4 separate regions of the Mus musculus genome follow, and all the other regions are linked to region 3. The links are chromatin contacts, called in public HiChIP or PLAC-seq and promoter capture Hi-C maps. All regions are on one chromosome and are shown on one strand. Each heading gives the region's core, a stretch centred on a gene start, on an enhancer-like site or on the middle of the called end of the contact. The rest is flanking DNA. Distances are from core to core; before and after follow the strand shown.

Region 1 (6,319 bases), core at 2,899-5,398, 1.1 Mb after region 3:
CTGGGGACTGTATTTAATATTATAAATGTGTGAGCATATACACACACACTCTATAAATTTCTCTAGGATAATTTTTTCAGAACTGAAGCTGCTTGATCTAATGGTATGTAGATTTTCATTATGCATTTATAAGATAGTGATATTTATATATTTCACTGTATGTGTATCTACAAAATGTATTTAAATGGCATGCAAAGATGCCTGGTGGTGGTGAAAGCCTTTAATCTCAGCACTTAGGAGGTAGAGGCAGGAAGATCTCTATGAGTTCTACGCCAGCCTGGTCTACAGAGAAAGTTCCAGGACCAGACTGGGCTACATAGAGAAACACCTGTCTTGAAAAACAAAACAATAAATGGTATGCAAAACTTAAATATCTATAAAAATGTATTTTTCTATATTGTACTTTATAGCTATCAAGTATTAAGGTATCCATATGATATGTGTGACTTGGAAATCATCTTCTGAAAAATTATCCTAAAATGAGAATTAGCCTCTCTGAAAGGTTCATTGAAATAATACTTAGAATCATCACAGAATATCTAAAAGTTAGTCATTAGCAAAGTGCTAAAAATATAGCATCTGTATTCATACCAACAATTAATATCTAGAAATCATATTAGACATATGTATATGACATATTCTATACAGGTATTTACTAAGTGGAAACAAAAATAAAATATTACAGACATCTAAAATAATACTGCAAAGATAGACTATGGAGAATAGGTACAGCCTGATCTGACTGGTGTAAAACAAGAGTGTATGTTTAGCCACATCTGTGCACATCTCCAAACAGCAAAATCCAATTATCATGGTGGAATGGTGGTTATTTTTTTCCATTGCCCATATTTCTAAATTTTTACAGCATTCAAAATACATTTTGAAACATATTGAGCTTGCATTTTAATTTACTAAAAGGAAAAAAATATTAATTAATTCTATATAACTCTCCTAAAAGTTTAAACCTAAAAAGAACACAAAGGTTTCCATAAATTCTATGACAATAGCTATGTCCACTCTTGAATCATTGCTTATGATTAGGTTCATTTTAGAACTGGCAGCAGGTCCCACAGACCATAATTTTATCATAACATTATGGGTCTAAAAAAGGTGTTTAGCACATGAAATTCACACAGATTACCAAAGAAATATTTATCAACTTCCTATGCTTGGTGAGATCCAAACCAAACTAGAATCCAGACTCACCCCACTTAGTTACCGTCCAAGGAAACCTATTTTCCATAGACCACCCAGCTGTCTCCAAATGACTGTAACATTCAGATTGTGGTCAGTCAACAAAGGCTTTACAACCCAACTGGATAAGAGCAAAACACATCTGATTGATTATTCAGACAAACCATATCCATAGAGGGGAAACTGGGGACACATTAGATTGAACTAAAGGAGTGGATGAAAAGCCATGTAGGAGCACAGCCTTGGATAAGACTCACCAGGAGAAAACCCCCACTAATAACCCAGGACAGAAAAACAGTCTCTGAGTTCCCATTTGAAATTCTATGAAACAGCAGGAGATTCCACAAAAGCTGTAAAGAAATAATAGAAAGCTGTCTCTCTACAGTGATTTTTCCCAACAGGTTGTTAACAGGACTAAGTCCCTGAAAGTGATTTCAGTATCAGTCTTTCTTGTGGAAATCCCGGGATTCACTGCTTTGCTTATAAAGACAGAAAGATCTGAAAGGAAGCCATGCAAGCAGTGAGTGGGCCCTTTTCTCTTTCCACGGGGCCTGTAAAGTTTCTCCCACACCTTAACCTGGAGCTCTACACAGGTCCTGCCACCCTGTTGGATAGCAATTATCCCAGACCTAATTCTTTACACTTGTTGCCACCTTATGCAACTTGGCTCCATTTCTCACTCAAATAGTTGCTTTCTAAATTGTTAAACAATCCCATCTGGGTCAGGAAGGCTCCTTTGGGGGGGTTTGGAGCCAGCACCTTCAGTCCCTATAGGAAACCTTCTCCAACACAGCTCATCTCGGATCTCCAAGTGACACAACTAAACTTTACAACCAAAATCCATTTGTACAGATGTCCAAACATCACAGGAACACGCAGTATATAAAGTCGGAAAGCACGTAGAGCAGCGACGGGGAAAGTGACAAACGCTGCTTCTATGTTTCCAGACCGGCTGGCCAGATGTTGTTCTCATCACCGTGACCCTTCCTGAAGGCTCTGGAGGCTTTGCAATCTGGCACTCACTCTCCATACTCCAATAACCAACCAAACAGGAAGCTAACACTAACCTTCATATCCACTATCCCTCTCTCCCTCCTGCCAGGTACCCTCACTTCCAACACCACAGCATGAGGGCGAGCATGTTGGGAAGGAAAACACAACAGAGTGGTTGCTGTAGTGTGTTGACCAGGGGTGGACAATCTTAAATAATATATCCTCTGTACTTAAAAAGCCAGGTGTCTTTAGACTGTGAAGTGACCAAAGATAATAAAAAGGCAAACTATAGTGCAGAGCCAATAGATGTGTAGCCAGTGAGTCCATCCCACACACAAGCCAGCAGAGCCCAGAGCCAGGGTTCAAATTCAGGCCAAGCTTCAAATCATCGGAAGTATGAGCCCATCTGGAAAGCTCCTGGGGTGGCCAAAGGTTTTCCTTGGATGGCATTTGCCACTACCTGTCTTCAAGGAAGAGTAACTGTCAGCAGGAGTCTGCAGAATGTTAAAAAGCCAGGGGAAAGGCAGCCCCTGCTCGGGGGAAAGACATTCGCAAGGACAGAGATGAAATTGAGCAACTGGAAAAGTATGAACCTAGTCGCATTGGCTAAAGCCAAGTGCGTGAGACTCAGAGAAATCTTTTAAGTAGCAACATGCTTGGAACCATTAGATTAAGTAAAATGAATTTGTAAAACTAGGTTGGCAGTAGACATCTGGTTTTTTTTTTTTTTTTTAAAGGACAGATGGAAACTATGGAAGTCAGAAAAGTCTTCTAATCAAGACTCCTGCTAAAGGTTAAAGGCAAGACCGAAGGGAAATTTAAAATTGTGCAGTAGTCACTCTTCTCTGGGAGTCAGCGATCAGGGAGTCAATACCGAGCACATTTCAATGTGATAGATTGAGGCTTCACTCAACATATGATGTTTTTAAACATTCCTTCAGACAAGCACTTCCCCTGCAAGCTTAGTGACCAAGAGGTGACACTAAAGAACATGGACCTAAAAGCAGAACTACAAAGGAATCAGCCCAGAAGCTCCTGGGATAAGGGGATTTTTTTTCACTCCGGGAACAATTCATGACAGTGTTTCCCAGTCCTTCTATAACATGCCTCTCAGACTTAACTCAGCTTACACACAAAGCCATTCCTAACTGAGCCAGGGACACAGCGGTACAGTAGGAAGTGTAAGCTCCCACGGAAGTCCTGTGCATTGAGAATAATCAGGGTGAACATCTCCATTTACCCAGCAACTTCTCTGACAGACACATAATCAGCACAGGCCTCTCACTGGTGTTCTTAAGTCGTTGTAAAATCTTGCAAATCCAGGTTATAACCTGAATTCTCTTGTTTATGTTCTTTTGGGTTATCCCCTACCTTTAAAACTTGCAACAGTCTAGACCACAGTTTTAAACATTACAAACATTTGTTGAACATCTACCCTTTGCAGAATTTGTATGTAGTGTTTTAGATGTATTATTCCACATAATCACTACAAGTATCTTGTGAAGAGAAGGTAATACCCTCTTGTACACTTTAGAGATGAACTTGAGCCCAGCTAGGAAGTCTTCTATTGTATATAGGAAGGACAAGGGCAGGATATGAGTGAGCCTCAATTTTAGCTGTTACACCAAACATCAACACACCAGAAACTCAAATGTGTATGAGCTCCTAAACTGAGCACCAAACATATGTCACGAAGCTTCCAGCAGACAAGGCCCACAGTGACACGAAATGCAAAGGAATCCCATTGGAAAACAGCCTGGAGCAGAACTGCCTGGATTTAGTGTTTAATGACAAGAACACAGGAGAGAGGAGAAAAACACCTGGGCCGGGGTTGGTGTTGGGTTTCTATTTTACTTCCGAAAAAAACTGAATCTAAGTCCAAATTACATAACACTCCGAATGGCTTGCTTAGCCAGTTGCCTCTGTTCCAGTTTAGTCTCCAGAGGATGTCAGGCTGAGCTAGACGCTAGGGTTTGGCAGAAATCGGAGTCTGCAGGAATTAGCATTGCAAAGTCCAGAGGATATGGTGACAAATTAGTTTGCGGATGCAGCTCAGTTAATAATTGTCCCAATTAGCTCCTTCCAATTGAGATGAAAATTCTGTATGTCACCTTGCCCTACTGACTGCTCATGTATGCTCAAAACTCAGAACTCTAAGGGAAAGATTTAGTCTCCTTATGATTCGTGTCTCACACATCAAAACAACTACTGAAGTCTCCAATTCCTTGAAACCTCATGCTTGGGATTTGAATATCAGTGTCTGCCATCTTCAACTTTGTGGCATTCACATCTTTTAGTTAATGAATGGCAATAAAACAAAGGCAAATAAATTCAGATTATAGACCACAAAAGAAGCTAGATAATTGGGTAATTGGGTTAACAGACAAACCACTGGTGTTAGCAATTCACGAAAGAGTTGTGCAATAGTTTGGATATAGAATGTTCTCCAAGGTTAATGTTCTAAATGCTTGGTCCATTGTTCCTTGCCACTATAGAAAGGCACTAGAACTGTTAAGAGGCAGGGCCTACTGAAACAGATGGACTGTAGGTTCTCTCTCTCTCTCTCTCTCTCTCTCTCTCTCTCCCTCCCTCCCCTTTTCTCTTCCTCTTTTTCTCTCCTTTCCATTAGTCATGATATAAGCCATACCTTCTGCTTTCTCCTCCATCCTTCTACATCTTAACTTTTGAGCTGTTTTTTTTTTTTTTTTTTTTTTTTTTTTTATTATTAAATCTAGAACTCACCAATTCACCTGAGCTGGCTGGTCAGTGAGCTCGAAGGATTTGTTTGTCTCTGTCATCCCCACTGTGGGATTGCAAGCACACGCCACTGTGGGTGGCTTTGTACGTGGGTGTTGGGAATCCAGACTCAGACCCTCGTACTTGCATGACAAGCACATTACCCCAAAAATGGGGCAAGTATTTTATTTATTCACAGAACATTGAATAGCAAAACTTTTAAGGAAAGAGAAACATTGTCTCTGGTGAACAAAATGAGACTTGGTTTAAAAGTCATGAAATTCAAGCTGAACCAGGAAAGATTGGTAAAATCTGTAAAGACAGAAGAAGAGCCTAGGAGAAAGGCTCAAGGCTCAATACAGCCTGTCCTCACCTTCAGCCTGTCTGTATTATTGAACCACAGGTTTGAGAAATGAACTGTTTATAAGTAAAATTAGACAGGATATATTTGAAAACAAATCTTGGAGGCCAAGTTCAAGAATTAGGAATTTGTGCTGTAAGTAAGGGGGTCATTTAAAGGTTTTGATGAGAGGATCCAACAGATCACCAGGCACAGAAGGTTGATGAAGAAAACTCTCTAAGATTTTGATGCCTGCACAACTCCCTCACCCACTCCTATCCCTAGTTCATATGCTGGAAATTGAATCACCAGTGAAGTAGTGTTGGGAGCTAATCTGAGGCAATGAGTCCAAGGAACTCTGATTACATGAATTGATTGATGTCTTATCATGGGAGTTGATTCATAACTGCAACAGAGGCCTTGTGACCTCATAGGATTTCCTGCCCACCTGTCCTGCTTTCTACCATGGAGTGGCCAGCCGTGTGGCCTTTGCCTGGTGCTGGAGCTATGCTCTTAGGAGGACCAGTTTCCCATTCCATGAGCCAAAGAAGCTTCTCTATCACTCTCTACTCTGCTGATATTTTACATTTTCTCTTACTGTTTTCAGCATTGTGGAGTAGGCACTGAACTCAGAGGATCCTAACGGAGCTCCTTTCCCCGAGAAGCTGGAGCTGTTCCCCCATTGCCTATGTCCTTTGTTTGTTCGTTCGTTTTTTTTTTTTTTTAAGATTTATTTATTATTATATCAAAGTACACTGTAGCTGTCTTCAGATGCACCAGAAGAGGGCGTCAGATGTCATTACGGATGGTTGTGAGCCACCATGTGGTTGCTGGGATTTGAACTCAGGACCTTCGGAAAAGCAGTCGGTGCTCTTAACCACTGAGCCATCTCTCCAGCCCTGTTCGTTCGTTTTTGTTTTTGTTTTTGTTTTTTTCCCACTCCCTGCCTTCATGTGCAACAAGCATCTACCCCAGTGTATTTTCTCCCAGATCATCTCCAGGAATCCTTAACCTTTACAGAATGGCTGAGCTACTGTAGCCCCATCATTATCTCTA
Region 2 (6,255 bases), core at 1,423-3,922, 1.3 Mb after region 3:
AGAGAAAAAATAATATTCCACATGCCAAGTACAGACACAGCCCTCAGTGTTTTATAGCTGTGGGACAGCTGCATTACATTAGCACTTATGCTAATGAAAGTGTGGTAAGCATTTGCATCTTTGGTTTATCCCGAAAGGTTAGCTGTTAAAATGTCTTAGATGAGATCTGAACATGATGGCATGCCTAGCTCTATAGAGAGCGGGGAGGTGTTCTCCTGATCACACAACCTGACCAAAGTAACAAAGGCTCATGATAGGCCCCGTGAGGTGGCTTCCATCGAGATTTAAATCCCATGAGATCAATTTTATAGATAAGGAAAACAAACCACAACTCAGAGAGGGTAGCTGGCCTTCCTTCTGGTCTGAAATGGCTCCCGGGGCCCCAGGGAGAATCTTTTACAAGTGCCAAATGTGCACCAGCCATGGCCTAGGTCTGAGCTAAGGCTGTGGCTACTTATGGCTTTCGCTTCCCGGCAAGTGGCAAGTTAGGTATCCACAACACCAGCTCTGCTCAGCTTGGGACAAGCCTAAAGGTCTCCTCAGAAGAGAATAGGACAATGCACAGAAGTGACCTTAAGAAGAGTCTAGTGTTCTCAGTGTCCTTGAAGAGTACAGCTCAAGGGTGGAAGGAAGGCCTCATCACCCCTGGTCTAGGACCTCGGAGATGAGGCTATGGGGTGTATGAGGAATGAAGGAAGGCTGGGAGGGTGCACACGTGTGCACATTAGAGTCTGAGTGCCCGACCTACGCTCACCTACCCTGGCAGTTGTAAGAGAAAATGCACCCCTTTTGTGTTGCACCCCAAATTTCTTTTATGCGCTACAGTTTACAAGACACTCACAGCATCTAATTCTGAAATCAGCCTGGATTATCATCTTCCTTCAGGTGACTGGGCCTTCCAAGGAGTCACAGAACCCTACCCCGTGCCAATCACCATGGCAGTCCTATGGTGGGTGAGAGGGGGCAGAGAGGACAGGGTCTGCCTTTCAACAGCTCTCCTTCTACAGAAGCCTTGCCACTTCCCTGCCCTGTTGTTGCTTTGCTAGGTCACCTGAGGCCTGCCATGGCCTGAGTTAATATCCCCGAGATCGTCTCAAGTCTGACGGATGTACGGAGAAAGAGCAATCGCCACAGACACCTGGACCTCGTCCAGCAGGGCTGCTGTTGCTGTTGTTCTGCTTTGTCATTGTTTTGTCTTATTTGCATTTATCGGTTGACAGTGAGGGATAAGAGGGTGTGATTGACATGGGCAAAGAATTGTCCGTTCTCTCTCTCCCTCCCTGTTTCCATCCCTCTCTCCCTTTCTCTTTCCCTCCCTCATTCCCCTCCCCCCCCCCCCGATTTTCCCATTGTCTGTCCTGGGTTGTTATACCCACAGAGCTAACCTCACTCATTCATTCAGATCCTGTGGTACAGTAGTCTCCCTTCTCATCTGTTCGTTAGAGCAGCCCTACCACTGCTGAGGAGCTCTTAAGGAAAGCTGCCTGTGCCTCCCACCCACTGCAGCGCTGATCTGAATGATGTAAAAAGGCTAAGTCGATAAAGCACAGCTGTAAGAGTGTCCTTGTGTCCAGTGAAGATGAGGCAGATGACGGAGCTGTCTAGAGCCTATGGAGACAGCAGACCAGGTGGCCTGGCTCCAAGCCCTCCAATTCTCCAGGTCTTCTCGTCCCAACGATGATGGTTAGTGATACATTTTTAAAATTTTAGGTATTATTGGCCATATTCCCACTGAAGGCAACAAGAGCACCTAACGGGTGCACGTGTATGCCTATGTACGTGTGCACTGCTTAAAATTACTAGCTGTGACTCCATTTGCCACGCGTGGATTCTACAACTCCTATTTTAGCGCAGACTCCCTCACCCCGGGAAGACTGGGACTGATATGAATATCGCAAGCAGAGATTCAGTCTCAAGTGCATTTATGAGTGCAGCAAACTTGGAGAAGGGTCCCCCTAAGACAGTGTCCTCTCTAAAAGGAGGAGTCCTCAGAGTTCAAACTTTCAGGACAGTCAGAGTGATGGGGAGAAGCAATGTGAGAGCGGGTGAGTGGGAAGGTGCGCATGTTCTTTAGAACTGCTGGCTGAATTAGAAAGCCAGAACAGAGTCAAAACCCACAACAGGATCCCAAGATTCACAATAAAGAGCATTTTAGCTGTTGTCCACCATGCACGGCATTCCAGGCAAATGGTTTGTACAGTCACATCTGAAGTTTTAAATATGTGTGGACAGACAGACAGACAGGCATGTATACCTAAGCTTTGGGTATATATTTAGGGGATACAATTTCCTTTCTGTTTACCCTTAGGATTTTTTACATCCTATTGGGGTCATGTTGGAACTGCCAGATCCCATCATTTTTGGAGTCTGTTTGGAATCTGGTTGGTGTGGATGTGAGGATGGGCTTAGAATCCCAGGCCCTTGAGGAAAGAAATAATAGAGCTGCAAGATCACCGTGGGGACCCTGCTTCCTCATCCCCTTAATTGAGCCTAACAGCTACATGGGAAATTCAGACACAGGTAATTAACACCACTTGCCTGGCTTCCTGGGCTTGGACAAGTCACAAAACCCCATATCCTGGAGACAGTGGCTCTGGCAAGGAGTGTTATACACAAAGCCCCGTGTTCAGGAGTCTGTCATCCTCACAGCACAGATCACAGCTGAGGCTAAGCGTGCGACTCATTCGGTTCGGGTTTTAACTCAGCAAACACTTTCTGATAGTGATTCACACATACTGCTCACTTCCTCTGATGATATTTAGACTCTGAGCTAAGGAAGATCACACAGAACTTCATCTTAGCCTGATTCTACAGATAAAGAAGTAAGGCTGGGACATGTCCCCACGGAGCAACAAACACAAGTGAGAGAGGTCTGGAACACTGATCTCTGCCATGCAAATGCTACCTACACTTCAGTACTTGGGTACATTGTGGGCATTCAGGATACAGAGTGAGAGAAAACAATATCCCGCTTGGGTCCTCCTAGTATATTTCCACATGTGAGACGAGTCCCGTTTCCAGCAGAATCACTCCAAGGACCAGCCTCAGAGTCATGGGACTGTTACAGACACTGTCTGCTTTGAGGAGACAAGAAATATGACTATGATCAGATATCAACAGGGCCAGGCCTATCACACCTCTGAAAAGGCAGACTGATACCCTAAGTTTTCCACAAATTCTAGGTGGGTTTGCAGAATCATGCATTCTAAGCAAACAGAAACAATGGCCAAAAGGCCATATTCACACAAGGAGAAGGTGAAAACATAATAACCTAGCCATCGTGTTTGCGATCACTTCATGGTTCTTTGCTTTCTCGGTCACCATGTCTCTGTGCTTACCATCTCTAGGATCAGCCAGCTGGGGAGGTAAGTCTGAACCAGTGTCTCCTTTCAGAAAGATGGACCACAGACACCTTAATATCAACAAATGCTTCCCCCCCCCAAAAAAAATCATAGCCTTGAAATGCACCCTCAACAACTTGTTAACATGCAAAAAGTAAGGGGGTGGTATAGAGAGTTTAAAAAAAAATTACATGTCTGGCAAGAAAACTCCATAAGGACGCCAGCCAAACCACAGCTCCAGCAGAAGCCAAGTACAGACAGGATGACAGCAGCCAGCTTGCTGAGTCTGACACTTGCCGCCAGATGGCAGCACGGAGCTCCCCGGCCTTAGGAGTTGCAGCCTTGAGCCTGCCTCCTGCCTACAGAACTGTCTCCTGTCTGGAGAGAGTGGGATCATGAGTACTGAAGACAACTAAGCACCAACATGAAATGATTCTAGTTGCTTCCACACATGGAAAGGAGAAATTCCGTGGAGATGCTCTTGAATATTTCCACAAGTGTCCTGAAGATATTTTTTTTCCAAAACACTTTTCAAGAACCAATCCTATTATAGACTGTAGAAACTATTATCCCATGTTTTATCTATGTTAAAAAAAATAATAACAATAAACTGAAGATAGGAACTCAGCAGCCAATATAGTGGCAGAGGTGGAAGCAAGACTATTGCTGGCAGACAGTATGATTAAACCACGAAACAGTATCACAAATGTCCTACAATATGGCTGATGTGCCATACTAGAGATATCACACTGCACAAGTCTCTCCTGGAAGAACCCTCAGTTTCCTTCTGTTCTGGTCCCTGTGAAAGCAAGATCTTCCCCAAAGACACACCACTGGCCCTGCACAAAGATGCTAATTCAAACAGCCAGATCCTTTTTCAGAAGACTAGGAAGACGGTGGAGTTGTGGTCCCCGACCCGCCACCACCACCAAATGATGTCAATAGAGCACATGGGTCAATGAGTACTGTTGGAGAGGATAAACAGCTCAGAGTGGCTCTGTCCTAGGTTAGGACTCCCTCCTAGACGTATGCTCACATCCCTCTGCCATTTCATCACGATAATCTAACTTGGGGAAGGGACTTATAGAAAAGCCTTCAAACATCCCCATCCGAATGCAAACATCCAGAAGAGCAGACACACATCCATCCCCAATGCCTCCCCCATCCAGATGCAAACATCCAGGGTGAAGACATGCATCTATCTCCAATGCCTCCCCCATCCAGATGCAAACATCCAGGGTGAAGACATGCATCTATCTCCAATGCCTCCAGGCCCTCTATTTTCAGCTGCTAGAGAAAAGCACTTGTCCATAACCCTGGCAACTGTGAGAGATGAAGCAGTTCTCTCATGGCTCACTCCACTCCATTCTGTGGAACAGGGATAAATTCGAGCTTCAAGCATCTTATCTGCAAAAAGGATATTGGAAAGAATTCCCTGCAGATTAGAAGCCGTGGAAATGGGTGAGGATCATGGGACACTCTGACCCTGCAGACGATTCCTAAAGGCCTTATCTAAAGCACACGTGGTGGTGTTTCACATATGCAGTCTCAAAACTGCTCAGACAGGAATTCATTCTTAGGAATATGGATGGTTTTTGCCAGGTTTTCTGAGGAAGGAGACCACGAAAAACCGATCCAACATCAACGACTATATTCTCATTAGAATTTCTAGTCTCCCCATGCATGAAGTTAAATGGCTCAACTTCTCCTTGAAGTACCCCATTCTAACCCAACTCAAGCCCCCAAAGAGCCAAAGGGGATGTTATGGTACTTTTAAACAGAAGTCCCAGTTTCTCAGAGGCGATATTATACTACTCCTCATAAACAGAAGAATAATACTTGGTGTTTACATAGCACATTTCTTCTGAAGAACTCTGCAGACATTATTTCATTAATCCTCATAGGTTCCTTAAGTTTTTCAGAGGAAGAAACAGTCCATAGTGAACAAAAGTGTCTCAGGCCCCTCAAAGAACTGGCAAGCAGTTTAGTTGGGAACTCAGTGTGATTCCCAGGCCTGGATTAAGGTCCAGGCAAGAAGGTTAGTTGCTAAGACACAGCATTAAAATTTATAGGTATGTCGTATTAGAATTAGGTTAGCTCCAACACAACCTTGAGATTTTAGAAATAGATTAACGTGTAGTAGAGCTACTCTGGGAATTTTCCAGGAAAACTAACCACCTGGGCCATAGGAGTAATATCTTTAGCCTGTGCTAGTGTAAGACAACCACGGAAGGGCTTGCCCAGGACTTGGAAAGAGAGGAGACCTCACAGTACATGTCAGGCCTTAGACGTTCTTGAATGCAGAGATATAAGCAAATGTTGAAGAAAGAAAGGTTTATGTGGGGCCTAAAGACACAAAGGAAGTTGGCAGTTTGAACTGTCAGAAGTAATGATTCCTCTGTGATCAGGAGATTCTTTCTTTCTTTCTTTCTTTCTTTCTTTCTTTTTTTTTTTTCTTAGATTTATTTATTGATTATATGTAAGTACACTGTAGCTGTCTTCAGACACTCCAGAAGAGGGAGTCAGATCTCGTTACGGATGGTTGTGAGCCACCATGTGGTTGCTGGGATTTGAACTCCGGACCTTTGGAAGAGCAGTCAGGTGCTCTTACCCACTGAGCCACCTCACCAGCCCAGGAGATCTTTTGAAATGAGAAAATCATAATAATTTCCAAGGGTGTGCTGAGATACCCCACTAGTTGTCAATGGCAATACTAAATTTGTTTCATAGTTTATTTTTTTAAATTACATTTTCCCCTGCTCGTTCTTCATTCTTAATAACACAACTGACCTCTTCATAATTCTTATAAAGAAAGAGCCAGAAGAAAAAAGTAAAAGGTAGTCTACCTGCCACAAAGCCTAAGGGCACACAAATACAAGACATTGGGTCATGCAGTAGTTCAATGGAATTTGGC
Region 3 (6,428 bases), core at 472-2,971:
TTTTTCTCATACAGTATATTTTGATCATTTTTCCTCTCCCTAATTTTTCCCAGAACCTCCCTATCATTCAACTTCTTACCTCCCAAATCTTTTTAAAATACCACTCAAAAGCACAAAAATGAAACCTGGAACAAGCAAAAGATCAGTACAACAACAACAAAAATGTCAAAGTAAAACAAAAACTCCACAAACAACATAACCACAGAGTTCGTTTTTTTGTGTGTTAGCCAACTACTGGTGGGCCCAAGGACTGCCCTGGATTGTGGGTGATATAACCAGTGACACTCCATGGAAAAACTGATTGGGAAGCATGCCCCACATCTCAGGGACAAGCAATCCAATACTGTAGCTCCGTGTGTCTTCTAATTAATAAGTATGCTAGTGATGAAATTACTGTTATTGTCTTTGGCAGACACTGAAGTAAATTTCTTTTAATCTGGTAGGTTATAAATTTAGTATCAACCCTAGAAATAACACTCTATCAACCTGATACCTTATTTCACAATATAAGCCCCTGTATGACACTGTCAATCATTTTTTTAAATAGAGGTGTCTTAAACAGTTGTTCCTTGTTTTCAATACATAACTTAATAATCAAACTCAGGAAACTTACAAAGTGTAATATAGCGGTGAGTCCTTTAACAAAATCCATTCTTTGTGCCTGAGTTAATGAATGCTCATATTAATAAAGTCGTGAGCAATAGAAGCCAGAGCCTCCTGAAACCCCTGTAATTACTGTGGAGAAAAGTGAAACGATGTGCCTTGATTTCCAGCATCCAGACTTTTTGGAACAAGCTCATTTGGACAGGAGCCAAGAAATAAGTCTCGCTGCTGCAATTCTCCAAGGCTTTGTGCAAATAGCAATGGGCTGGAGGCAAGGAAGGTTAACTTGGAACATATTCTTTTTTTTTTTTTTTCTTTTTTCTTTCCCTGGGCTTCTTCATTAACTCCTACATCCTGCTATGAGAAAATTCGTTTTCAAGTGTCACATCTTTTAGCCGGTTTCCATACTTTCAGTATACATGAGGTAAAAGTAACACGTGGATAACCTTCCCTGACAGGCCCTTTTCATTTATGACTTGAGTTTGGGTTCCTACCCAGGCCTTCAGATTACATCCTCGCTCCGACCTACCGGACACTTATTTGAATACTCGGTCCACTCCCTGCTTCTCATCCTTGAACCAGAAACCTGGCTGTTCTGAGTGGCGAGGTCACACTTTTACCCCGTTAGTTTCTTGCACAAGCCTAATGCACAGAAACCCCGGAGTGTACCCACGGCGCCGTTCCGTGGCCACTAGGTTCCCGCCCCGCGCCACGCCGCCTCACAGCCAGATCCCCGGTTCCCGAGGGCGCACTGCCGCTTCCGGGAGGTCGTCCACGCTACTCCCCTGGCCGCCGGTCCCGCCCCGCTGGTAGCCCGCGCGTGCGCGCTTGGCCGCTGGAGCGCGCCCGGGCGCGCGCGCCGGAGGGGCGGGGCCGCGCCGCTCGCAGTTTGTCCCCGCCTCCGCCCCGCGGCGTTCCGTTGTCGCCCTGGCAACCCGAGAGCGGCAACGGCGGAGGCGCGGGAGTCCGGCGCCGCCTCTCGGCCGCCACGCGGTAGGCAGCGGCCACACGGCCCGCGCTGTCCCCGCCTCCCGGCCCGCCCTCGCCGGCCAGAGTGAGCGACCGCCAGTCCGCGGATCCCGGCCGCCGTCCGGGCGCGCGCAGCTAGCGGGCGCGACTATGCCAAGATGGTCCTGCAGGCGCGGAGCAAGCACCGGGACGCGGCTCCCAGGCCGCCCCGGTCGGCCCGCTCGTCGCCGCCGCCACTGAGCGGGGCATCCGAGGTGGACGCCGGGGAGCTGGGGTCGGAGCGCACGCCGCCGTCGCCGGGGCGCAGGGGCGCGGCGGGCAGGAAGGGACCCCGCGCAGGGACCGCCGCGCCCGCCCCGGACGGCCTCGCGGGCCGCCTGGCGGCCGGGCTGCACTGGGCGCTGGGCCTGCGGCGCGGGCGCGGCCGGACCTGGAGCACGCTGCTGCTAGGTGAGCCAGTTAGCAGCCCTCTCTGACTTTTCCCGGGACGCTCCTGCCTCCTCCCTACTCCTCCCCGCTCCTTCCGGGGCTCAGCTCCACACATCCTCTGCCCCGCGGTCCGCCCGGGCTTTTAAAAACATGGCCCCGAGATCAACAGCTGCTCGGCTGGCCGCGGGCGGGCTGGTCCGCGCCGAGGAGACTGGATTCTGCCTGCATCCACAGTCCACTCTTTACCCCTGGCCCAGCCGCTACTTCGGAGGATGGTTTGCTTGGTGATGCGAGCGATTCCTGGAGCTCGAAATACCCAGGTTTCCTGACTTAGAAAGTTGCCAAACTTATAATTAAATTTTAGCGTGCTTTTTCCCTTCTTGGCCGCAAACACTGAGGGTGGCACTTCGTGGTTCTGTCACTTTTCAGGCTGCGTCGTGTTTTGGATGCCCAAGCTTTAACCTTGCCTGCTGGCATCTCTTTACCTTCTTCCATGCACCAAATGGATGGGATGTAACTTGTGCCTAGAAGAAATAAAGTTGAGGCATTTACGTGTGGACTATCTTCTGGGTTCGTTTTCTGTGACTTTGTCGGATAAGGCAAGTTTATAGAAGTTGGATTAATAGGCCTAATTTTAACAAGCCCTTCATAAGGATTCTGTGATATTTTTGCCACGATGGGATTTAGTTGTTGAATTATGTAGTGATATTTTCTTACTATCTTTTCCCTGTTGCTTAATGACCTCTAAGAGTTTGGGGTGCTTGAAGTTTGGGGTTTAGACAGACAATACAGCAAAATCAGCCTTCCTGTGGGGCCAGCCTCTTCTGCAGCTGTATAGTTATTGAAAGCCAGTCATGGCTGTGTGTTTGTGGGTTCAAGAAGGCTGGCATCGTTACTAGGATTTTTTTTTTTTAAATACTTGGGTCAAGATTTGGCAAATTCATTATTTTCATCATTCCCTCCTTCAGCAGCTAGCTTGAGAACATGGCAAGTGTACAGGTTAAATCCACCTTGGGGAGGCAGCGTGGTACAGTGGCTGAGGTTGAAGGCACTCAGCACTGGTGCAGAGTGCTTGATTTTGGTTTAAGTCTCACTTTGAGGGCCTTCCTTCTGTGTTATATGGAGTTATCCCATGCCCTGCTTACCCAGGGATGTCCTGAAGAGCAATACCAACTCCTTGGGTGATGCATGTTTGTACCCAAAGCATTTTACAGCATCAGTTCCTATGTAAAAGCAAATGCATAATCCTGATTTCTGATCCCACGGCAGAAGAAAGCTCCAGCGTTTGTGAACGGCTAGTACAAACAGCAACTGTAGTAGAGTAAGGGATGACACTGTTTATTTTAGGGAGAGACAATAATAGATTTTAAAGGGTCCTGTTCTTTTCATGTTTTGTGGTACAGTTCCTTTGGGTTTGCTTATACTGGATGGCTTATATTTGGGTTTACTAATGCCCTTGCAGAAATACTGTTTTGTTCAATGCAGGTGGGCAGCATTTCTCTTGACTTGCTCTTTTTGACTTTGTGAGTGGAAGTACAGTGAATGTGGCAGGCCGTAGTCTTAGGTGTACCCTGGATAGAGGTCACCAAGGGTGGGAGTTAGGAGGAACACCACAGTCTCTGTCTTCTCGCTTGGCCATCTGCTGTGAGACCACACAGCACCTGGAGAGAATGAAGGCTCTGCTGAAGGATCAGGATCTGGTGTCCTTGGGTCAGTTCTGGCCCTGTACTCTCAAGGCCGGTATCCATAGTGATTTCTTTTGTACCACCATGTTGTGGAAGCTCAGAAAGCCACTGACCCTGCAGAGGGTCAGCAATTTCCATGTTTTTGTAGGCTGTGTAACTAACTACATTTCCTCCGATTGATTTCATCCCCCGGTGTGTGTGAGAGTTGCATCTCAGGGTGGAACTTTTAAAATAACTCCTTGGTCTTAACATGGTGAGAGGTTTTGCTAGTCACTTGTTGCTTGAATTACTTATAGCTGCTCAACTCTAAAAACTACATATTAAGCTGTGATAAAATGGCTTTATTCGTATTTTATAATAAATTTCCTAACTTGGAGTGCCATTACAGCAGCACATGTTAGAACTGGTTAGAGCTTTTCTTCATGTGTGCTGGGCACTGATAAGTCACTTGCCAATGTAGCTCTTCCATTGTTGGGCAGTGATGAGCATTACCTGTTTTAATAAGTACGTTTGATTTTCTTATATGTGAACATTGCTACTTACTTAATGGTGATGATTAAAGAGGCTCAAATTGTTTATTTTTAGTAGTTTCAGTTCACTTGCTCCCAGCTACAGGAGACAGTGGCGGAAGAAGAACCTTGAAAATGTTTTTCAAACTTTCCTGACCACAGAAAATAATATACATTGCCTCTAACCTGCTCCCACCATAGGAAGCTCATCTTAGCCCATAGATATGTCTGTATAGATTTCTGTGTTGAGGCAAGAAGCACTAATAATTGAGCTATCTTCAGAGGTAAGAACAAGGTTGAGAAACCTACAAAGGGTGTTAAGGCCGTGGACAGTAAGGCTCTACTACTGGAGAAGAGTGAGGTGTGGAGAACTGGCTCTGTCAAGATGTGTGCTCAGCTGCGCTTGAGGGAGCCCAAGAGGAGTTACACAGCCTTTCCACACTCTGGTCTCCTGCTTGTAGTGACCTTGGAGGCTACTGAAACAGGCTGTAGAGTCAACCTCCTGGGACTGGGGTCAAGGCCAAGAAATGATAGACAGTTATCAGCATGGTTCCAGTTCATATTGTCTTTCAATAAGTTCTTTTTTCTTCTTTCCCTCTGTGCTGGTTAATTTTAGCTGTCAATTTGACACTGCTTTAGAATTACCTGGGAAGAGAGTCATAGGGACTATCTATCTCTTGGCCAGTAGGAGGTTGTCTTTACTGTTGACTGAGGGAAGAAGACCCAGGCAGTTGTTTGCTGTGCCATTCCACTCCCTAGGCAGGGAGAGAGGAGGAAGCTGGGTGAGAACAAGTAAGCGAAGATGAATGCCTTGCTTCTGTTCTCTGTGCTCCTCTGTGAGTGTGATGCCCTTGCTCTTAGCTGCCTTCCCCGCAGTAATGGGCTGTAACCTGGGATTTCAAGCCAAGGGAACCGTCCCCTCTCCCGTGTTGCTTTTTGTCAGGATATTTCACAACAGCAAGAGAAATGAAACTAGGACTTCTGTACAGGCCATGCCTCTCTTCCCATGCCTGCTTCAAATTTGTTGGGCTTCCGAGCCAAGAATTTAGCCTTTTAACATTTAGTTTAGAAAATGTGTAAGATGAGAGATTTGCATTAGGCCAGCATTTCTTAACCTGAGCTGTATACTGGAGCTATCTGAACCCTTAAAATGAACCACATATCAGATGACTTAATTGTGTATCTAGGGGTGTGAATATGGCAATGGGGGAAGTGTTGTAATAGGTTTTTTTTCCCGCCCCCCGTAATAGTGCTTAGTTTTTGGTGCTGGGAATTGACTTTGGGGCTTCATGCATGTTAAGTAAGTCCTGTATCTCTGAGCTTTTTGAAGCACATGAGTATCCCTGGGAAATGGAATTTTCATGGCTGAAGTCTACTGAAACTGTATACCCCAACTTTTATTTATTTATTTTTCATTTATTTACTGTGTGTGCACACCCACACACATGCATGCATGTGTGTATATGTGCATGTGTATGTGCATGTATAAATGTATGTGTGTGTATATGTATGTGTGTGTATATGTGCATATATGTATGTGTGTGCATGTGTGTGTGTGTGCATATGTGTGTGTGTGTGTGTGTGTGTGTGTGTTTGTCACAGTGCTTGTGTGTCAGGATAGCTTGCAGGTATCAGTTCTTTCTTACTGTGTGAATGTCTGGACTAGAACTCAGGTTGTCTGGCTTCCACTGAGCCTTCTGCTCTGCTCTGCCCTCTTTGTTGAAATAGGCACAAGAACTATGCAGTTGCTACAGTTCCCATAATCTTTATTGTTTCCTCAGAGTGGGGACTATTGGTTGCAGTTGCCTGAATGAGACTCATCTTTCTTACACCTACCTATGTCCTCCACCTTATTAAAAGAAGGAGGAAAAGTTCTGGTAGTTGGAGAGGGCTCTGTTTCAGGGTGAAAGTGAGAAAAGTGTGTATTGAACATGTACACAAAACATGCTAGCAGTCCAGGGCTGTAATATAAGATGCCATTTGTAAAAATTGTTAAAAGTAACTAGTGGTTTGAGTAAAAATGGCCCCGATGGCCTCACATAGTTAAATGAAAATGCATGGGAGTGGCATGAATCTTTAGGGAGTGGCACTGCTTTAGAGGGATTAGGAGGAGAGGCCTTGCTGAAGTAGGTGTGGTCTTGTTGGAGGAAATATATCATTGAGGATGGGGTTTAGGGTTTCAAAAGCTCAAATCAGGCCCAGTGTCTCTTCCTGCTACCTGTGGATCCAGATG
Region 4 (6,113 bases), core at 2,042-4,541, 1.3 Mb after region 3:
GATATCAATTTCCATATTACTAAGTCTCCACAATGAAAGAAAAGCACTATCTACCACGGGGCTAAGAAGGCTAGAAAGGGAAAATGCTATCTGGGAAGTGTTTCATCATATCACTTGTTAACATTGCCCCAAAAGTCAAAATACACATTTAAACTTCACAAACAATAGCATCACCAAAGAGAAAAACAACTGTGCACGTGTAGAGCTCTCAGGATATTGTCCTATCACTTGGGATAATTTCTGCTGAAATGTTAAGAATGGAATAAAACTCCTTATTCCCATAGTACAGATAAAGGAAGGATAAGACCACATTCACATGCTACACTTGTGAATCTGTAACTAAGGCAAATTTTAAACTCAGAACTTATTTCCAGCAAGTTCTTTAGTAAAGATGGTTAACATAGCAGCTCATAGACACAAAAGAACACTTTTTATTAGACTTCAATGCTTATTGTCACAGCCAATGAAAAACATTGTCATTTGCTTCTGTTGATTTCTTCAGTCCAGAGCCTGATAATCATTTGATGCAAGCACAGACTCATTTATCACTTCTTAACGTTGGCCTCATCTCTTGTGACAAAGGAGTCTGCGTCCTTTATATACAGATAGCGCAGCTTTTGTCTGAATAGAGATAGATACCCTGTAGTTCTGTATGCTGATTGGATAACAAGCCTTCATCCACCCATCACTTCAGGAGTCTGCCCTTGAAGGCCTTAGAGCACTTCCAACTGGATTTTATGGATGCATGATTTTAACCAAGGTTTGCCAAAAGTAAATGGCATGTGGAACACTCTTCAGCAAAAATAGTACTCTTTGTGGAACTCTATGTCTTTCAGAAAGTCTTTTTTAGTACAACTTCATCTTCTCCAAGTGTCTATCAGAATTATCGGTAGCTTAAGCTAAAATAATCCACTAGCCACTGGCAGCACTAAGCATCTCATAGCCAAGTGACACTCTCCACTAAGGAGGGATCGCTGGTCCTGACCTGAGCTTCCTAGCCAGAAAAGACGCTTGTTTAACAGAGCTTCAGCCACAGCAGGCCAAGAAATTCAAGAAATCAATCCAAGATGACATCTTGTCCTGGGTCTGTCCTTTATGGCAGCCACCTCCTCCCTTCTCCCATATCTTATCCTTGACCTCTGTATCTAAAATGCTATTCAGCATTTCCCTGCTGAGCCGGGAAGATAGAACCAGTGTAGAAAACTAAGTGGTCATGATATCTATGACTTCATTGTAGTAGCATGCATTCCAAACTGCAGCTTTCCCAAAACAATGTTGTACAAAGTCCATCTCAAGTTTACTTGTACAACAGTGACGTCAAAGATAAGAATTCTCAGCCTGATGTGATATTAGAAATTGCCCAAATTCATAAAACTAGAAAGTGCAACTAAATTCGATGCTTAAGCAATGTGCAATTTGGTAATGATCAAAATCAATTTTAAGACAGCTATTCTGTCAGGTTTGACAAATGAACCTTGTCCATGACAGCAGTTAAGTTTATTTTACCTGACCCGTACACTTACCAAACACACACACATTATGCAAGGGTTGTCTGTGATAAATGGAATTTGGAGGACCTCCCCTTCATTTTCACATTTTGCAACAGACCCTGAAATGAAGATAAAAATACTTTTAATTTTAAATCTTGCTTAGTGGTGTTATTATAAAACCTTACCTTCTTAAGCTAGTAATTGGAATTATATAGTGTTTCAAATGCACCACAAACAAGTTTCTTCAAATCTATTTTAAATAGTTTTACTTAACATGGTTTTTTTTAAGTCAATACTTCGGTATATAGATCGGTTTTCTGTTTTCAGTTGATTTAAGCACATATTTAATACCACTAGTGCTCTGAAAGATATCTCAACTGCACATGGACTAACACACCAAACTAGGCACTAGGGAAGATTTTAAATTTGAACGAAATTCAGGACTGTGTCAAAGAACGGGCCTTTCAGGTGGATCTGCCAACTGTTGTGGGTTGAAATGCAATCACTTTTTGAAGCGCAATCTCTTTCCTCTTTAAAATATTCTCTTTTCTGCACCAGGTGTCAGTAAAGCATGTCCTTCAAAATAGAAGCCGAGGTCTTCACCTGCCTGAAAACCTGTAATTATCATATCATGCTATTAGTAACCTTTAAAAATAAGATCGCTTCTTTACATTCAAGGTCTGGAAAGTCATGTTTTAAAGATGCTGCCTAGCACCGTGGATTTATTGGAATCCTATGGTGTTGAGAAAAGAGGATGTGCGGGAAACGGCGCGGTCTTTTCCTTAATTGCACAAGAGTGGCTACGATTAAAACAAGGATTGGGGAAAAAAGATTAAATATAAATCAAGGAATTTCCCAACTTCATATAGCAGGGTGCCTATTAGCACTCTGTCAAAGGTAGCAGTCTCTCAGTCCCCCATCTCTCTACCTCTTCATAGCCTTCCCATCCCTTTTCTCTAGGCTTCTCCGCATCCCCACCGCCCGCGAGAGTCAGGCAAGGTGCGCGTTCCTCGTCCTCTCATCCCCGGTCTGCCAGTGCCTCTTCTCCCAAGAAACCACCCAGAGTCCCGGAGGACTGGTCCCTCCCGCCCCCACCCCCCTACCTGTCAGGAAGGAGGAAGCCAGAGACATGGGGACCCCGGAGCAATTGAGCAGCAGCAAGACGCAGCAGGTAATCCCAGGCGAGCGTCGGCAAGGACGCTCAGCCAGAGCCCTGACGCTGAAGAACCAGAGCATCGTCACCTGGAGGGAATCCCGGGCGACTGCAGGTCCCGCGTCGCCGCCTCTGCTCGGCAGCCGCTGCTCGCAGTCAAAAGGGCTGTGGGCCGGCGTGCCGGGAGACAGTCGGCTGAGGGAGGCGGGCGCCCGGAGCGGCGGGGGAGGAGTGGGGGCGCCCCGGGAGGAGGGGTCCTGCGGCCAGCCTCGGCCAATGCGGCGGCTTTTTTCTAAGGGAGTTGCTCTCAGCGGGTTAGCCGTCAGCCCCTCCGCGCCAGAGCTGGGCCGGGAGGAGGGGTGGCTGAGCGGCGGGATCTGGGGAGCGGCGGCGGCGACTGCCGAGTGCGCTCGCAGCTCTGGAGCCCGGCTGAGCTCCGGCTCCCGCACGCGCAGCTCCGGCCCGGCCCCCGAGCGCGGTGTCCGGCCCGCGCGCTTGCTCCGTGCGGGACCGAGGGGCGTACTAGGCTCTGCGCGGAATCCGCAGGGTCGCACGAGGGACTACGATCCTGGCGCCGGAGCTATGCCGGCTCAGAAGCGACAGCGGCGCACGCGAACGCCCAGCCAGGCGGTCTAGCCCAGCCCCGGCCACCGGCCCCGGGGCGCTGCCGGAGCCTGGAAGGCGCGTCTCCAGCGCCCTGCGCACCGCCTCCTCCCGCGCAGAGGAGCCGCCCCCAGCAGGGATGCCACTACCCGCTAGCGCCCGGAGCAGAAGACCCGGCGCTTCCCGCTGCCCCAGCTTCGGAAGGAGCCACGGATCGAATGCAGGAGGGTCCCTCAACTTTCCACAGCCCTTTGACTCCCTCGGGCAAAGGCGGGGGACTCACGAGGCTGAGGGGACAGAGGGACGAGTGACCTTGGAGATCAGGTTCCTGTGCTTATGCCTCTGTGGGCCTGACATTAGGGAGGACAGAAGTTGGAGCGACAGAAAGGGTCGGCTAATGCACGCACAACGGCCAGAGCCTTTCTCCCTTAAAGCGTGGATCGGTGGCTCAGACTCCGCCCTTCCCAGCCGGAGCTGCCCGGGCCAGGGAGGTGCGTTAGACTAATCATTCATTCACTCGCGGGCCAGGGAGGGACCGCTGCCGCTAATCTCCACGCAGGCCGCCTTCGCGGCGGCCGCCCAGCAGGGCACGCGGTGGCAGCCGCTACCCTGCAGCGTTTCTTGCTTGGGCGGCCCTGATGTCCCCCAGTCTCGGTCTTTGATCCCCTCGCCCCGCCACCCGGTACCCGCTGAGTCCCAGCATCCCTCCCACGTCCTGCCCCCCCCACACACACACACACCCGCCCTACACGCACCCGCCAAGCAGTGCCTGGCTCTACTCAAAAGGGGTGCTAATCTAGAAAAGAGAATTTTTATAACTACATTGGGAAGGTGCCAGGTGAGAGTGAAAGGTGCTTGGAACCAATGATCAGCTAGCCTTCTTTGGAGCCTACTGTGATCACATGCTCCCACCCACACGAAGAACAGCCAGCCAGCAGGTGCCCACCCCACATTAGTTCCTGAAGCGCCTTGTGGATCCAAACTCTAATTGCTGACAAGCCTAGTTTTCCCCTAGTCTCTGGCCAGTTTTAGGTAGCATTTGTAGCTGTAGTGAGAAACTCCTTTGACAGTCCTCAGATACACTCCTCTAATGTCACCACATTTACCTGCCCCTGCCTGCCATCCGCATGCTCATTTGTTTTTTTCTAGAGATTTAAAGGGTGCTTTTAGTGAGTGCATCGTGGCCAACATCCCAACACAAGGACCACATCTCTGTGACGTGGACAAGTGGGAGGAAGGAACGCTGTCATTAGCTTAGCATGCTCCATTTCCCTCTCAAAACAGATTTTGTGTAAAATTTAAATTAAAAGAGACAAGAGACAATGTGGTTACATGTTTCCCCCAAATAACACCATGGCTAGATGCCTTGAAAGTCAAAGTGTTGATTGAATGTTTCGCTGACTCCCTGAGTCTACAGAAATGTCAAACTGTATACACAGAGAGAGAGAGAGACAGAGACAGAGTTTTACTTCCCATAAGAACTAATTAGAAGAAAACCTAAAAGTTAAAAAATAATAATTGCCACAGAAAAGTACATTCAGTAGGAACCACTGTCCCTGCTCTCTAAAATGATTCTCCTTCAATAAAGTCTCTAGATAAATGTAACCTTTATAATTCAGGTAAGGAACATGAATTTTTGGAGATCCTAGGAGACCCAGTGTTCCCTCAGATGTCTGTAGACTTGGCTACATGTGCACTACAAAACTGCAAGACACCTGAAGAGCATGCCTGCCCCTCTGACTTGCCTCCCTTGGCCTGTCTCCTCAGTGTGCATGACTAATTTTTTTAGGGGGTGGGGACTTCTACCCTCTATGTGTGTGGCATTTCTACTATGGGTGGCTAGGGAAAAAAACGGGAAACCTTTTCACCAGCCTTGAAGTTGTGAATGAGAAGGTGGACAGAAGCCTCTGGAAACTCAGCTCTTCCTATATCACAGCTCACAGTGACCTCCATTTCAGAAAGAGCAAGCTATCCCCAAAGGCTCATCGGGGACTCCTGCAACCCCCATGCAACTATTGGTATTGTTACTCCAGAGTAGCAAACTCTCTCAGCTGCCAACTGGTCCCTAAGCCAAGCTGAGATATTCCAGGGTCACACAAGAAGAGATATGGGGGAAGGAAAGAGGGAAGACAAAGAGGAGGAAGAAGAAGAGAAGGAGGGGGAGGGGAAGGAGGAGGAACCTATCAAAGTCCCAAATATTGGCTGGAATCCAAAGGAGAAAAACAAGGTAGGGTAGGGATGTTTGCCTTGACTTCTGACATTGTTTATGGGTAAGGAGGTAATGGGGCCCAAACTCAGGGCCTAGCCTAGGCCCAGATCTGCAAAGTCTCAGTCCTTGCTCCATGAAATAAGCATGTGACCTGGCCACATGTAACAGGAGATATGTCTTAAGGCATTCTCACACCTCTCAAATCACAGCCTCAATTCCCACCGAAAAATGCACTGAACATGCAATTCAGGAGTTTCAAGAAACTTCCAGAAATCAGCTCACCTTCTCCACAGCAGAGAAACCAGACCTCTCCAAAGTGAACAGAAGAGCCTGTGACAGCAAGCACTAATTGTCCGTAAGTGTAGGAGGGTTGCACTCACAGATGGCACCTGCCTGGGTAAACTGAAAATGGTGAAGGACTGATCCACAAAGGCCCTAATCTGATGGGGCAAACTTAGAGACTGTGGAGAATGTGAACAGCCCAGGGCACATTTCCTTAGAAGAGAGGTTGTTTTTGCAGGCATGGTTAATGCTCTGGATATTTGGTAACTTTGGAAAGTATCATTTTTATATCTCCAAAAGGGTTTGGAACAGCAGTATGGATTGTGCCCACAGATTTATTATTTCTCAACCTCTTTATTGATAGCCATCTGATTCT

The links. Promoter capture Hi-C pulls out the DNA fragments that hold promoters and counts their contacts. HiChIP or PLAC-seq counts read pairs in DNA pulled down with a chosen protein or histone mark.
Region 1: a contact with region 3 is called in a promoter capture Hi-C map of liver, with 6 times the contacts expected there. The contact joins the enhancer-like site here to the promoter of Dpy19l1 in region 3. A contact is called at or near these places in 8 of 39 promoter capture datasets (the 3T3-L1 cell line, 3T3-L1-derived adipocytes, embryonic stem cells and 4 more), 3 of 484 Hi-C or Micro-C datasets (cardiomyocytes and liver) and 6 of 115 datasets of contacts at active chromatin or transcription factors (embryonic forebrain, embryonic stem cells, hepatocytes and 2 more).
Region 2: an H3K27ac HiChIP or PLAC-seq map of the NIH/3T3 cell line shows a contact between it and region 3, with 22 times the contacts expected there. The contact joins the enhancer-like site here to the promoter of Dpy19l1 in region 3. A contact is called at or near these places in 2 of 39 promoter capture datasets (hippocampal neurons and liver), 2 of 484 Hi-C or Micro-C datasets (cerebral cortex and cortical neurons) and 3 of 115 datasets of contacts at active chromatin or transcription factors (the NIH/3T3 cell line, embryonic forebrain and embryonic limb bud).
Region 4: an H3K4me3 HiChIP or PLAC-seq map of forebrain shows a contact between it and region 3, with 14 times the contacts expected there. The contact joins the promoter of Bmper here to the promoter of Dpy19l1 in region 3. A contact is called at or near these places in 9 of 39 promoter capture datasets (the 3T3-L1 cell line, 3T3-L1-derived adipocytes, embryonic stem cells and 4 more), 3 of 484 Hi-C or Micro-C datasets (the HL-1 cell line, the N1E-115 cell line and embryonic stem cells) and 12 of 115 datasets of contacts at active chromatin or transcription factors (the NIH/3T3 cell line, astrocytes, craniofacial prominence and 8 more).

Annotation. Positions count from the first base shown.
Region 1 is chr9:23,434,765-23,441,083 of GRCm38.p6, reverse strand. All of the region lies in intron 13 of Bmper (BMP-binding endothelial regulator), which reads right to left. Among named protein-coding and RNA genes, the nearest start is that of Gm39311, 140 kb to the left of the region's middle. Within about 2 kb of position 4,148, at least 16 of the 459 cell types and tissues checked have an H3K27ac peak or open chromatin away from gene starts, as enhancers often do. A contact at or near this core is called in hepatocytes and liver, where this site is marked.
Region 2 is chr9:23,247,623-23,253,877 of GRCm38.p6, reverse strand. All of the region lies in intron 2 of Bmper (BMP-binding endothelial regulator), which reads right to left. Among named protein-coding and RNA genes, the nearest start is that of Bmper, 28 kb to the right of the region's middle. Within about 2 kb of position 2,672, at least 22 of the 459 cell types and tissues checked have an H3K27ac peak or open chromatin away from gene starts, as enhancers often do. A contact at or near this core is called in the NIH/3T3 cell line, where this site is marked.
Region 3 is chr9:24,498,433-24,504,860 of GRCm38.p6, reverse strand. Dpy19l1 (dpy-19-like 1 (C. elegans)) reads left to right here and starts at 1,721. Exons shown (of 23, transcript NM_001359948.1): 1 at 1,721-2,022. The coding sequence starts at 1,731. LOC115487153 (a long non-coding RNA gene) reads left to right here and starts at 2,328. Exons shown (of 2, transcript XR_003948106.1): 1 at 2,328-6,428.
Region 4 is chr9:23,220,254-23,226,366 of GRCm38.p6, reverse strand. Bmper (BMP-binding endothelial regulator) reads right to left here and starts at 3,291. Exons shown (of 15, transcript NM_028472.2): 1 at 2,594-3,291; 2 at 1,524-1,609. The coding sequence starts at 2,726.